3 separate regions of the Mus musculus genome follow, and regions 1 and 2 are each linked to region 3. Evidence: chromatin contacts called from public Hi-C and HiChIP or PLAC-seq data. All regions are on one chromosome and are shown on one strand. Each heading gives the region's core, a stretch centred on a gene start, on an enhancer-like site or on the middle of the called end of the contact. The rest is flanking DNA. Distances are from core to core; before and after follow the strand shown. Region 1 has its middle 20 kb from the start of Gm30365. Region 2 overlaps Gm36534 (a long non-coding RNA gene). Region 3 overlaps Tsc22d1 (TSC22 domain family, member 1).

What was found. Hi-C and Micro-C count contacts between places; a contact is called where the count stands out from the background. HiChIP or PLAC-seq counts read pairs in DNA pulled down with a chosen protein or histone mark.
Region 1: an H3K4me3 HiChIP or PLAC-seq map of bone marrow-derived macrophages shows a contact between it and region 3, with 8 times the contacts expected there. The contact joins two enhancer-like sites. A contact is called at or near these places in 1 of 39 promoter capture datasets (hippocampal neurons), 17 of 484 Hi-C or Micro-C datasets (B cells, the G1E-ER4 cell line, the HPC-7 cell line and 10 more), 25 of 115 datasets of contacts at active chromatin or transcription factors (the NIH/3T3 cell line, bone marrow-derived macrophages, craniofacial prominence and 17 more) and 4 of 9 other capture datasets (adipose tissue, embryonic stem cells, liver and 1 more).
Region 2: a contact with region 3 is called in a Hi-C map of bone marrow-derived macrophages, with 22 read pairs. The contact joins two enhancer-like sites. A contact is called at or near these places in 1 of 484 Hi-C or Micro-C datasets (bone marrow-derived macrophages) and 6 of 115 datasets of contacts at active chromatin or transcription factors (craniofacial prominence, embryonic hindbrain, embryonic limb bud and 2 more).

What each region holds. Positions count from the first base shown.
Region 1 is chr14:76,855,863-76,859,180 of GRCm38.p6, reverse strand. No RefSeq gene overlaps it. Among named protein-coding and RNA genes, the nearest start is that of Gm30365, 20 kb to the right of the region's middle. Within about 2 kb of position 1,635, at least 40 of the 459 cell types and tissues checked have an H3K27ac peak or open chromatin away from gene starts, as enhancers often do. A contact at or near this core is called in bone marrow-derived macrophages, where this site is marked.
Region 2 is chr14:76,177,863-76,181,585 of GRCm38.p6, reverse strand. It overlaps Gm36534 (a long non-coding RNA gene), which reads right to left. Exons shown (of 3, transcript XR_874833.2): 2 at 2,299-2,369. Among named protein-coding and RNA genes, the nearest start is that of Gm36534, 15 kb to the right of the region's middle. Within about 2 kb of position 1,980, at least 31 of the 459 cell types and tissues checked have an H3K27ac peak or open chromatin away from gene starts, as enhancers often do. A contact at or near this core is called in bone marrow-derived macrophages, where this site is marked.
Region 3 is chr14:76,496,663-76,500,373 of GRCm38.p6, reverse strand. All of the region lies in intron 1 of Tsc22d1 (TSC22 domain family, member 1), which reads right to left. Among named protein-coding and RNA genes, the nearest start is that of 4930444M15Rik, 22 kb to the left of the region's middle. Within about 2 kb of position 1,908, at least 11 of the 459 cell types and tissues checked have an H3K27ac peak or open chromatin away from gene starts, as enhancers often do. A contact at or near this core is called in bone marrow-derived macrophages, where this site is marked.

The DNA of each region.
Region 1 (3,318 bases), core at 386-2,885, 360 kb before region 3:
AAATGGAAGATGTGTTGGAATTTGTTAATAGATTCAATATGGAAGTCTGTAAAGGAAAAGAATTAAGATTAATCACTGAGATGCTAGTTGGACAGTTGAATGGATGATGGAGATATATATATATATATATATATATATATATATATATATATATATATCCAAAATCAGGAGAATGGAAAATAGACTTTTAGTGAGGAAATCGCACATTTGCAACATTAAGGTTGATGTGCCAGCAAGGCATTGGAGTAGAGCATCAGCATTTACACATGCTCCTCAACTAATTTAAATACTTTTGAGTTCTTACTTCCTGTAGGAACTGAACCTAATGTGGAATACACAGGGGAGAGCGGGGCCTCAGCCTCATGACATTTACAACCCTTCAGGCAGGACAAACACTGGGCAAAGAACTAAGATGCTGGGAGAGTGAGGAAAAACTAAGGGACTCAGGAACGAGGAGGCAGGAGGGAGGGCTGACAGTCCTAGTGGTGACTGAAGGTACCATTTAAAGTCCAGCTCTGAAATACAAATGCAATTAGCTTAGTGGAAAGAGAGGGAGAGAGCTACAGGCAGAACATGTGTGGGACATGTGTGGTACCCCGGGGCAGGAGAGGTTAGAACTTTCCAGGAACCACTTCCTTAGGACTAATTATTTCCCAGGAGAGGCCAGTTCGTGTGGAATTCCTGTTATTGGGTTGGTTTCCGTACTTGTCCGAACATGCTGGAATAACCAACAGCAAACCCAACCCACACACACAGTCCAGCCAGAACTATTACTACTGAGTCTGAAAGCTCTTGGGTCATTCTTTCAGCCCCAGAGCTCCTTGTTACGGACCACAGAGCCCTGGCAGGCTTCTTAATTTTCACCTGCCGCTCGCAGAATCTTAAAGAGTGTTGCAGGAAAATCATGTAGTACAAAAGATGGCAAGAATTAATAAGGAGGTACTAGCCTTGCCTTGAACTATAGAGACACTTCAGGGAATGAAGGTGAACAGAGAGAGAGAATAACACGTGTTTGGAAGTGGCACACATTTGGAGAAGGGGGAACTTATGAACTAGTTTATTCATGAAACTCCAACAGCATCCTTTCTGGAGACCATGGTCTTTCTCAGCTGCAAGAGGGCTCCCACATTTGGTAACAGCTGTGATTTTTTTTTAACCAGTGGTTTTCTTCAGATTCACCAGTGCTAAAGGCTGATGTAATGATCTAGTGATCCCACCAAGAAGAGAATAGGAACCTCCAGGAGCCAAGCTTAAGATGGGCCACAGAACTTTGCCTCCAGCAGCCATGCGTCCATAACCTTCACAGGAAGTACAGAAGCAAACCACTTAGAGGAAGACCCTGGCCCTTCAGGAACTCTAATATCCCCAAGCCCCATACCCTCTCCAGTCCCAGAGTCTCTGCCATTTAGATTCCCTCAAGCTTAGCTTTCCCCCAAGACTGATTGGCACAATCAAGTTGTCTTTGGTTGATTCTTAAAGTGTGATTGCATAAAGACAGACAAAACCAAACAAACAGACAAAAATAACCAACTCAGTGCCAATTGTCAGAAAATGAAGACAAGAAAGGAGAAGGTAGAGTGAGGCGAATCCTAGAAAGCAGAAGTGAACCTATTGTGAAACTGTCTCCCATGAGTCCCAGTATTCATCGCAGCTTCCAGATATTGGCACCAGAGACCACAGCTGAGTGATAATTAGGCACCAAGCAATCCTAGCTCGCTCGTCCCCCCCTCCCCACCCCCCACCCCCGTCTACTGTCTATTGCTCTTCCTTAACAGTTTAGAAAAGTCAAAGCATTGGACGTGCAACCCGTGTGGAGGAACACTGGAAACCTGGAGCCTGGGCTTTGTTTCCTTGTCTCGAGAGAGAGCCCAACCATTTATTTACATGAAATCAAAACAGTGCTGCGAGGAGGGCTACAAATAAGTAGAGACAGGGTTTAAAGCCTTAGGATTCTGGATGGGTTTGCAATGATGGACACGTGTTATGCATCCATAAAACACAGAGAATGAGAGCCAGTGTAAACCATGAACTCTAGTAAATAAACTTATTGACAGCAGCTCATCCAGGGTAAGAAATCCACCCGTCTATTACAAAGTGCTAATGATGCAGGGAACTAGGAGGAGACTAGGGGGAAGGCGGGAACTTGCTGCCCTTTCTGTTTACTTCTCTGGAAACCTAACACTGTTGGAAGAGACGCAGTCTGGTAAATAAGAAAAAGTTGAGTCTGGAGTTAACCACCAAACTCAGTTTCATCCTACACTAAGTATTCTCTGACACTGGTTGACTTCTTAGCACCCGTTATTCTCTGTTGGCAGCATGTAGAATTCGATAATGAACAAGGCGAGAGCCTGCATCCCGCCACCCCCTGGATTTCTCTTCTGGCCGGGGAAACACACTGATAAGGAAGGAAATAATCTTTGCAGGCAGTGGAGGCTACAAAGATGATGCTCGCAGTGCCGTGGCTGAGGAGAAGGAAGAGGGCTATTTTAGGCATGGTGATCAGAGAAGACTATGGGTAGGAGGGGACAGTTGAGGTCATCTATCCCTAAAAGAAAGTCACTTGGATTATGTTGATCCAGTCAGCAGCCATCAGTGACAACAGTGGGACACTCTGCTTCCCTATTTTTTTCCAGGACTCGTTTCAAGTTGTTGACTCCCATTCTACAGGATTGTAGTTTAGGATCTCAGCACACAACACCAATGGCAGGTTTTTGGGAAAAAAAGAAAAGAAAGAAAAAAACAAAAAACAAAAAAACAAGTAGAACTCTCGCTCCTTCCTCAGTCTTTAAATGCAGTGTTTGCTGAAGTGCCGGGCCCTGCACTGTGCAGTTATGGCATTAGATAGGACCTCCAGTTTTAAGGCGTCACAGGTAATAAACAACCAGGTCACACTTTGCTCCTGGCTGACAGAAATTCTAACATGTTGTGATTGTTGAACTCATCCTAATCCCAGAGATGTGAAAATGTGAAGAAAAATGCACACTTACCCATTTTCTATTCAACAAATTGCCACGTGCTTGTTAGTTTAAATAATATATAGTTCTCTTATGACTTGGAGGCCAATGTCCAGATGAGCCCAGTGATTGAAGCCATACTCTGTTTAGAGATTTTAGGTTTTAGTTCCTTGCTTTTTCCAGCTCTTAGCACTTCAAGTCTTACCTCTTTGACCCATGGATCCATCTTCCACCTTTGAAGCTGGTAGCACACAGCATCTAACCTCACATTGCCTCTGTCCCTGTAGCGAAATAACTCTTTACCTTCTTCACAGCAACACCATCTTGATTTAGTTTACTGTCCACATGAATATTTTAAACATCT
Region 2 (3,723 bases), core at 731-3,230, 320 kb after region 3:
CTCTTTCCTTTTAAACTCTCAAGCCCCCCCCCCCCCCCGCAGATTGTCCAACAATAACAGAAGCAGAAGGCATCTGGGCAACATTGGCATAGCTGCCATGCTCTCAGAGGAGGCACAAGAAGGCTCCACCTCCTCCCATCTTTTCCATTTCCACGTTGTCAAACTGAGGTTTCAAAAGAAGGAGTACGTCCCCCCTACTCTGTCCCCAGGAATATGGAGGCTGAGCCAATGCCTCCTGGAGCCGTTTCTCCTGCCTCTTCTGCCAGCCAAGTTTCTTTGTATCCACCTGCCCTATGTCTTCTCTCCAATGCAACCTTGACCGGGTCATGGACGCCAGTCAGGCAACAAGATCGCCAGAGTAATAGCTATTTTGTAGCAATAGCTATATCAGAGGCTGTGCGCAGGCTTATCTGGCTCCAGTAGCGCCTTTTCACATTCCCAGAGGGAACTTACCCTGCTTCTTTTTCTCATCTTTCCCTGGGGTGTTATTTACCGCACCAAGATGGAAGCCTGAGTCTAGAGATGTCTCCAGAACATGTGATCTGGGCTGCTCACCGACTTGTTTTCAGGTCGCTAGCGTCCTCCTGAAACATTAATACTCTTTGCTGATATCAAAACCCTTTGAAGTCATCTCAGTTTGCCCGCAACTGGTCCCCATTTGTTGTAAATCGATGCTTTTCATGTCCCTGAGTAGCCTGAGCCAAAGCAGTCAAAAAAGTAAGGTAGCAGTCACCATGCTCAAGCAACAGATGCTCAGAGCCTGCTCAAGCTCTCCAAGGCATGGGGATTACACGGGACGCTGACAGAGAAGGACTCGGAGATCCTACTTGTACTGGTTGGTTTTGTGTGTCAACTTGACACAGGCTGGAGTTATCACAGAGAAAGGAGCTTCAGTTGGGGAAATGCCTCCATGAGATCCAGCTGTGGGGCATTTTCTCAGTTGGTGATCAAGGGCAGAGGGCATATTGTGGGTGGTGCTATCCCTGGGCTGGTAGTTTTGGGTTCTATAGGAGAGCAAGCTGAGCAAGCCAGGGGGAAGCAAGCCAGTAAGTAACATCCCTCCATGGCCTCTGCATCCATTCCTGCTTCCTGACCTGCTTGAATGGTATGAGAGAATACAATCCTCGGGACTGGGGAGATGGCTCCAATGGAAGAGTAGCTGCCACACAAGTGTGAGGGCCTGCGTTTGCTTCCCAGAACCCATGTAGAAGACTGGATCAGTGATGCACATCTATGCTCCCCAGCACTGGGGAAGCAGAATGACCACTGGGGCTTGCTGGCTAACAAGTCTAGACGGATCAATGAGTTCCTGGTTTAGGGGAAGACTTTAGGTCGAAAAATAAGCTGGCTACCGTGCACTTGCTGCACAATAGAAAAGACCAGGACTCAGACTCTTAGAACCTGTGTAAACCCTGGGCAGGTAGAGCAGCCCTTCACTCCACGGAATCCCAGCACTCCACGGCAGAGACCAAGGATTGCCAGACAAATAGCTGATGGAGCTTGCTGAATCAGCAGTCTCTGGCTTCAAGTGAGAAAGCTTGCCTCAATGTCTAGTGTGGAGAGCAATCCTGAAAAACAGCTGATGTCAACCTCTGGCCCCCATATGTATGCACATGCATATGTATACAAATGTGTGTAAACATACACACACACTAAATAAATGAATAAATAGATGAGTAATTGAAGAAGACACCAATTTTAATTTCTGACCTCCACAAACACACACATAAATGTGTATTCACACACACACACACACACACACACACCACACACACACACACACACACATGAAAACATAGTCCTCCACAGCCAGGGACACTCTCTCCAGAGACACTCACTGTTCTGTACGGAGGCTCCAGTAACACAAGGCCAGTCCTAGGGGTGATGGCCTGGGTCAGTGAGCAGATGTCATTGTCCTGAGTAGTACTGAGGGACAAATAGGCAACACAAGACGTCAGTGAAGCAACGATAAGGAAAGAGCATGAGAGAGTTTTCACTTCTGCTCTTTCCATACAGAAATGAGAAGGCTGCCTGGGACTTCCCAACCAGAAGAGAGGAACTGAAGAACCTTCCGGAAATCGAGGTTCATGCCCACATCCCCACATCATCTTAGAGTCCTCAACCAATACTCTCCCGACAGTACTCAGGCAAACACAACAGTGAGTCCTGACTGGCCACCATACTGAACTGCACAGAGTTGAATGTGTGTTTCTCCATTGCTAGGGTATATTCTCCCCCAGATCACCCGCAGTGTAAAACTGTTCGTAAGATGCCCATATGTTTAATGTGACAACTTACCCAAGAAGCAGGCCTGGGGATTGGAAAGGCGCATCGTCTCCTGTCAGCTTCTTCTGGGCTTTCAGCATGGCCTAGAAAATCCAACAGTTTCTGCCATGGGTTGTGGGGTTCACTGTGCACCTCTGGACTTCAGGATAACCTCTGAAATAACCACAAATACCTCCGGGACTAGTGTCAGCCAGAGGGCACGTGGAGTCTAGAATCTACCTTCTGTCTTTGTGTGCTAAGTCAGGATAACTTCACTGTCTCTTGTGGCATCGCTTCCGATTCACAGCGATGATTGCTGGCACACTCCTATTCAGCCTGTGCTGCGGGTGGGGTTTCCGTGAAGTAGGAACCATGGCTCCTCCATCCAAGAAACTTAAGACTAGTGAGTAACAGAGACACCAAGCCAGTAATTTCTGGATTGATGGAGCTGTGGAAGTCGTAGGGGAAGAAATAGACATCTATGCCAAGCCTTGGATGTCTCAGAGTGCTCAAAAGACTTGCCGAGGAGGGGTAAGGGGGTGGGGGATGGGGGTGTGGGGCTGGAAAGATGGCTCTGTGGTTAAGAGCACTGGCCTCTCTTCTAGAGAATCCAGGTTTGATTCCCAGCACCCATATGACAGCTCACAACTGTCTAATGCCAGGAGATCGTATGCCCCCTTGAGGCCTCCATGGGTACTGCATGCACATGGTACACAGATAACATGCAGGCAAATACTCATACACATAAAATAAAAATAAATAAAATCTAAAAAAAAAATAATTTTTTAAAGACACACCCCCAGAGACATTTGTTCTGTGCTTTGAGGATAGTTTTGCTTCCTGGTGAACACTGAAGGAAAAGATAGGAACATCCCACTCCTCCCAGGGCAGGTCCTCCATCTCCTGCTTCTCACCCAGACTCAAAAAGAGCCTTTGAGCTATGGAACATGGAACATAATGCACGGCGGTAGGGAGAGCCTAACATGTGGACGGAGATGACCTCCAATCCCAGCTTTGCCACTGGGAAGTCCCTACAAGCTCAGAGGGTGATGACTCCCATCCGCACTCCCAGGGCCATTGCGTGGATGCACAGGACCTTTTCCTTGAAGATGTTTCTCAGACTCTGCGACTTTAATCTCCCCTCAGCTGCTGTTTCTCAAGGCTTTGCGCATTCTGGACTTGAGCGGTTCCTGACACTGACATAGATTCCTGCTTCTTGGGTCCTTCACGACCCACTGTGCCCATCCTTCATCTCTTGCCCATGTTCATTTAAGGTCGGTCTCTAGTCTTGCCCCGGCACCCCGCTGCTTCCTTCACTGCTTCCCCACCACCCCGTCCCCATTGCTCTTTGATTGGGATTCAAGGAGGCCACGGGACAGGTTAGGGCTTCACCGGAAGCTTCACTACGCAAATCAGCTTAAAACCCAAAACTCAGACTCTCCCGTTTTACAAAGAAAG
Region 3 (3,711 bases), core at 659-3,158:
GGAGACCGAAATCAAGAAAAGCAGTGGTCAGGGGAGACCACAGCCAGAGCCAGAGATCAGAAAGGGGGCTGAAAGGCCAGAAGGCTGTGACCTCAGGAGAGGCTGCCTGGTAGGCTCACGCAGCAGCTGGTGCCTGGGCGGCCTGATGGTGGAGGGAGACTGCAGGAGCAGCAGAGCAGAGAGAATAACAAGGCCTGCAGGGCCTGGGCAGCTGCTGCTATGGAGGTACTCAGTCCTCCCGGAGAGGAATCAGTCAACAAACGCAAAGAGAGCACACACCTCCCCCAGTCTACATGGCCATCATTTTAGAGATTAAAAAAAAAAACAAAATCAAAACCATGAATTTACTGAGAAGGTGGTAGGAAGAATTTTGTAGTGTGCGATAGCTCCGAGGAGCTAAACCGCATCTACAGTGATCACAGCTTAATCATTATTCTCAAGATTGAAAAGTAAAAGAAGAGAAAAAAGGAATGTCATGGAGAAATACGGAGATAAAAAAAAATAAACATTAAGAAGTAGCTGCCCTTGAGAAATAGATAAGGGGCAGAAAGGGGGAAATGCTAAGTGTTTTGAGTATGTATATGAAATGCCTGGATTTAAAATAAAGTCTTTAAGTAAAAGGGAAGAATGCAAACACAGGCTTACAAAAGACCACCCACCAACAAGCTTCTATAAAAACCACCCAAGCTTTGAGACAGTCACAGCCAAAGAGCAGACCAGCAGTCAGAAGTCAGAGAGGGTCTTGGCTGGTGAGGGCTACGGAAGCGGAGAGAAGAAAGTCTAAGTCTGGAGCGGCGAATGCTCAGGACATCACCGCCCAACTACAGGGGTGTGTGTGTGAGTGTGTGTGTGAGTGTGTGTGTGAGTGTGTGTGTGTGTGTGAGTGTGTGTGTGTGTGTGTGAGTGTGTGTATGTGTGTGTGTGTATGTGTGTGTGTGTGTATGTGTGTGTGTATATGTGTGTGTATGTGTGTGTGTGTATGTGTGTGTGTGTATGTGTGTGTGTGTATGTGTGTGTGTGTATGTGTGTGTGTATGTGTGTGTGTATGTGTGTGTGTGTATATGTGTGTGTATGTGTGTGTGTGTGTATGTGTGTATGTGGGGGGTTGCACGCTCATGCATGAGTCTCTGTGTATGTGTCTGCGTGCACGTGTGTATAAAGTAGGCATCCTGTGTGCACACATGTATGTGTGTTTTGTTCCTATGGAAAGCTGTCTAAAAGCAAGCCTTGAAAAACTAACAAGTTACTCACTGCAAGGTCATATGTTAAAAAGTAGCAGACATACAACAGGAAGACAGGCAGCCGGGCGTGGTGGCGCACGCCTTTAATCCCAGCACTTGGGAGGCAGAGGCAGGCGGATTTCTGAGTTCGAGTCCAGCCTGGTCTACAAAGTGAGTGCCAGGACAGCCAGGGCTACACAGAGAAACCCTGTCTCGAAAAACCAAAAAAAAAAAAAAAAAAAAAAAAAAAAAAACCAGGAAGACAGGACTCATAAAACAAGAAAAGTCAATGAAAACGACCTGCATGTGACAAAGGCAATAGAACCCAAAGTCAAGGATATTACATTAGAGACTTACCTATGCTTTATACGGTCAAAGGTAGCAAAGAAATTAGGATATTAAAGACAGGTGTAAAAAAACAATGAAAATTATCGATTAAGATAAAATGAAAATTACAGTATTTGAGAGGAAAACTCTACTAGACGGGATGAACAGGATGAAGACGGCAGATCCAAGGGCAGCAGTGTTACACGACTTGAACAGCAGATGATTCCAAGTGAACCACAGAGGAAAAAACAGGGTAGGGAAAGGACCGGGGGAGAGCACTGGCCACAGCAGGAGACAGGCCCACAGGGGCAGCTTCAGTAAGGGAGCCCAGAAAACAGGTCGAGGAGGGGAACTATGTTAGGAGAGGACAGCAGCTTCCCCAAGCATTATTACAACACTAGCCACGGAAGCTAAGACGGCCCTGATGACAGCCAGGGTAAAGTGCCTAAATCCAGTCACAAAGAGAAACGGCCACAGACAGCAACTCTGTCACACAGGGGGACAGCAGTCTACAGCTGGCCTTGTACTGGGACACGATTGCAGGCAGGAAGCAGTTTCAGAAATACATTTATGGTTATCAAAGAAAAAGTTAGCTCAATACATGACATCGAGTTGATTTTGTAAGAGTTCTGCGAAGAACTGGTAACTTTTCAGTAATTGCTCCTTGGTCCTGGGCCAACTGGATAAAGTAAAAAATTAAATAACAGAAAAAAGAAAAAGAAAAAAAAAAACACCTCAAACTTTCCCTCACACATATGAAACATTAAGCACAAACAGGTCACAGAATAAATGTAAAATCCTGAACTACAGTGCCTCTGTAAGAAAACCCAGGAGAAATCTTTCAGTCAGTAGATTAAAAACACTTCTTAGATAGGACCCTAAAACCACAATTCATGAAGGAGAAAAAGTGGCAACAGAGCCATTACTGAAATTATTCTCTGACGTTAACGCCACAAGAATATTGGAAGCAAGTTAATGGCAAAAGGGGCTGGGAACAAAACCCAACAGCCAATAAAAGAAATGAGCTAAGACTGTATTTATATATCTATAATATATATTTATATAATTTATATAATACATTACACATTATATAATTATAACACAATATATTTATATAGCAAATATAAATATATTTTATATATAAATAGATGTGAAAAAAATACTAAGCAGAATCAACCATTACAAAAAATGCAAACCGAGGCTGTGAGATGCTCCCATCCGACACACCTGTATATATCCAGCATGGTTAAAATCAAGCCTTCCAGTCTTTTTGTGAAAGCAGCAGCACCAACCGTTGGGGTGGGGGTGGGGGCACAACAGACCATCCATCTGTTGGCAGTGGGAGTGTAAATGCCACGATCACTTTTCAACCGTTAGACACACACTCTGCATCAAGGCCAGTAACCCCAGCGCAGGTTATGAATTCAAGTGTGTACACATTCACAGCGGCTTTGTCGTAAGCACCATGATGTCATTCAACTGGAAGAAAGACAACCACGTCCCAGCAGCCAATCTAACGGGGTTTACCACTCAGCAGTAACAAAAAGCGAACTACTGACAGCATGAATAAATCTCAAATTTAACACAGTGAGTGGAAGAAGCCATTGAATGCAAAAGGCTACAAAATACATGGTCCCACTTGGAAGCTCTCCTAGGAAAGGCCAAACAGTAGGGAAGAAGACAGAGGCTGAGCCGTGAGGCAAGGTCGGAAGGTGCCAAGGGGACCCTACCCAAGGACCCCTGCATTGGGGACTCGCCTCAAAGCAGCTCCTCAATATCATTCAAATGGTTAATTTTTTTTTTACATCTCCAAGAGAATAATTATTCTGAAGCCAAATTTCTTCATAAATACCACTTCTGCAAAATGGTGGTAGATTATGAAAATGGCACCCCAGATTTAGAAGCTAAATGACTTCTGTAAGAAACATCTGAAGTGAAAAGTTCTCCTGCTTCTATTCCAGGACTGTCACGCACATTTCCTACCAAAAGTGACCAGTATTCCCTCTTCACTTTTCTGCAGCCATGGAAATACATGATTTGAGCTCCTTACACCTTAAAAATAGTCACTGCAGCCTAACATTTCACGAGAAATTCCTGAGGTAGCAGTAGAGACGAGGCAGGAGGACCAGATCGGCCCATTTCTTCTATGTACACAGAATCAGTC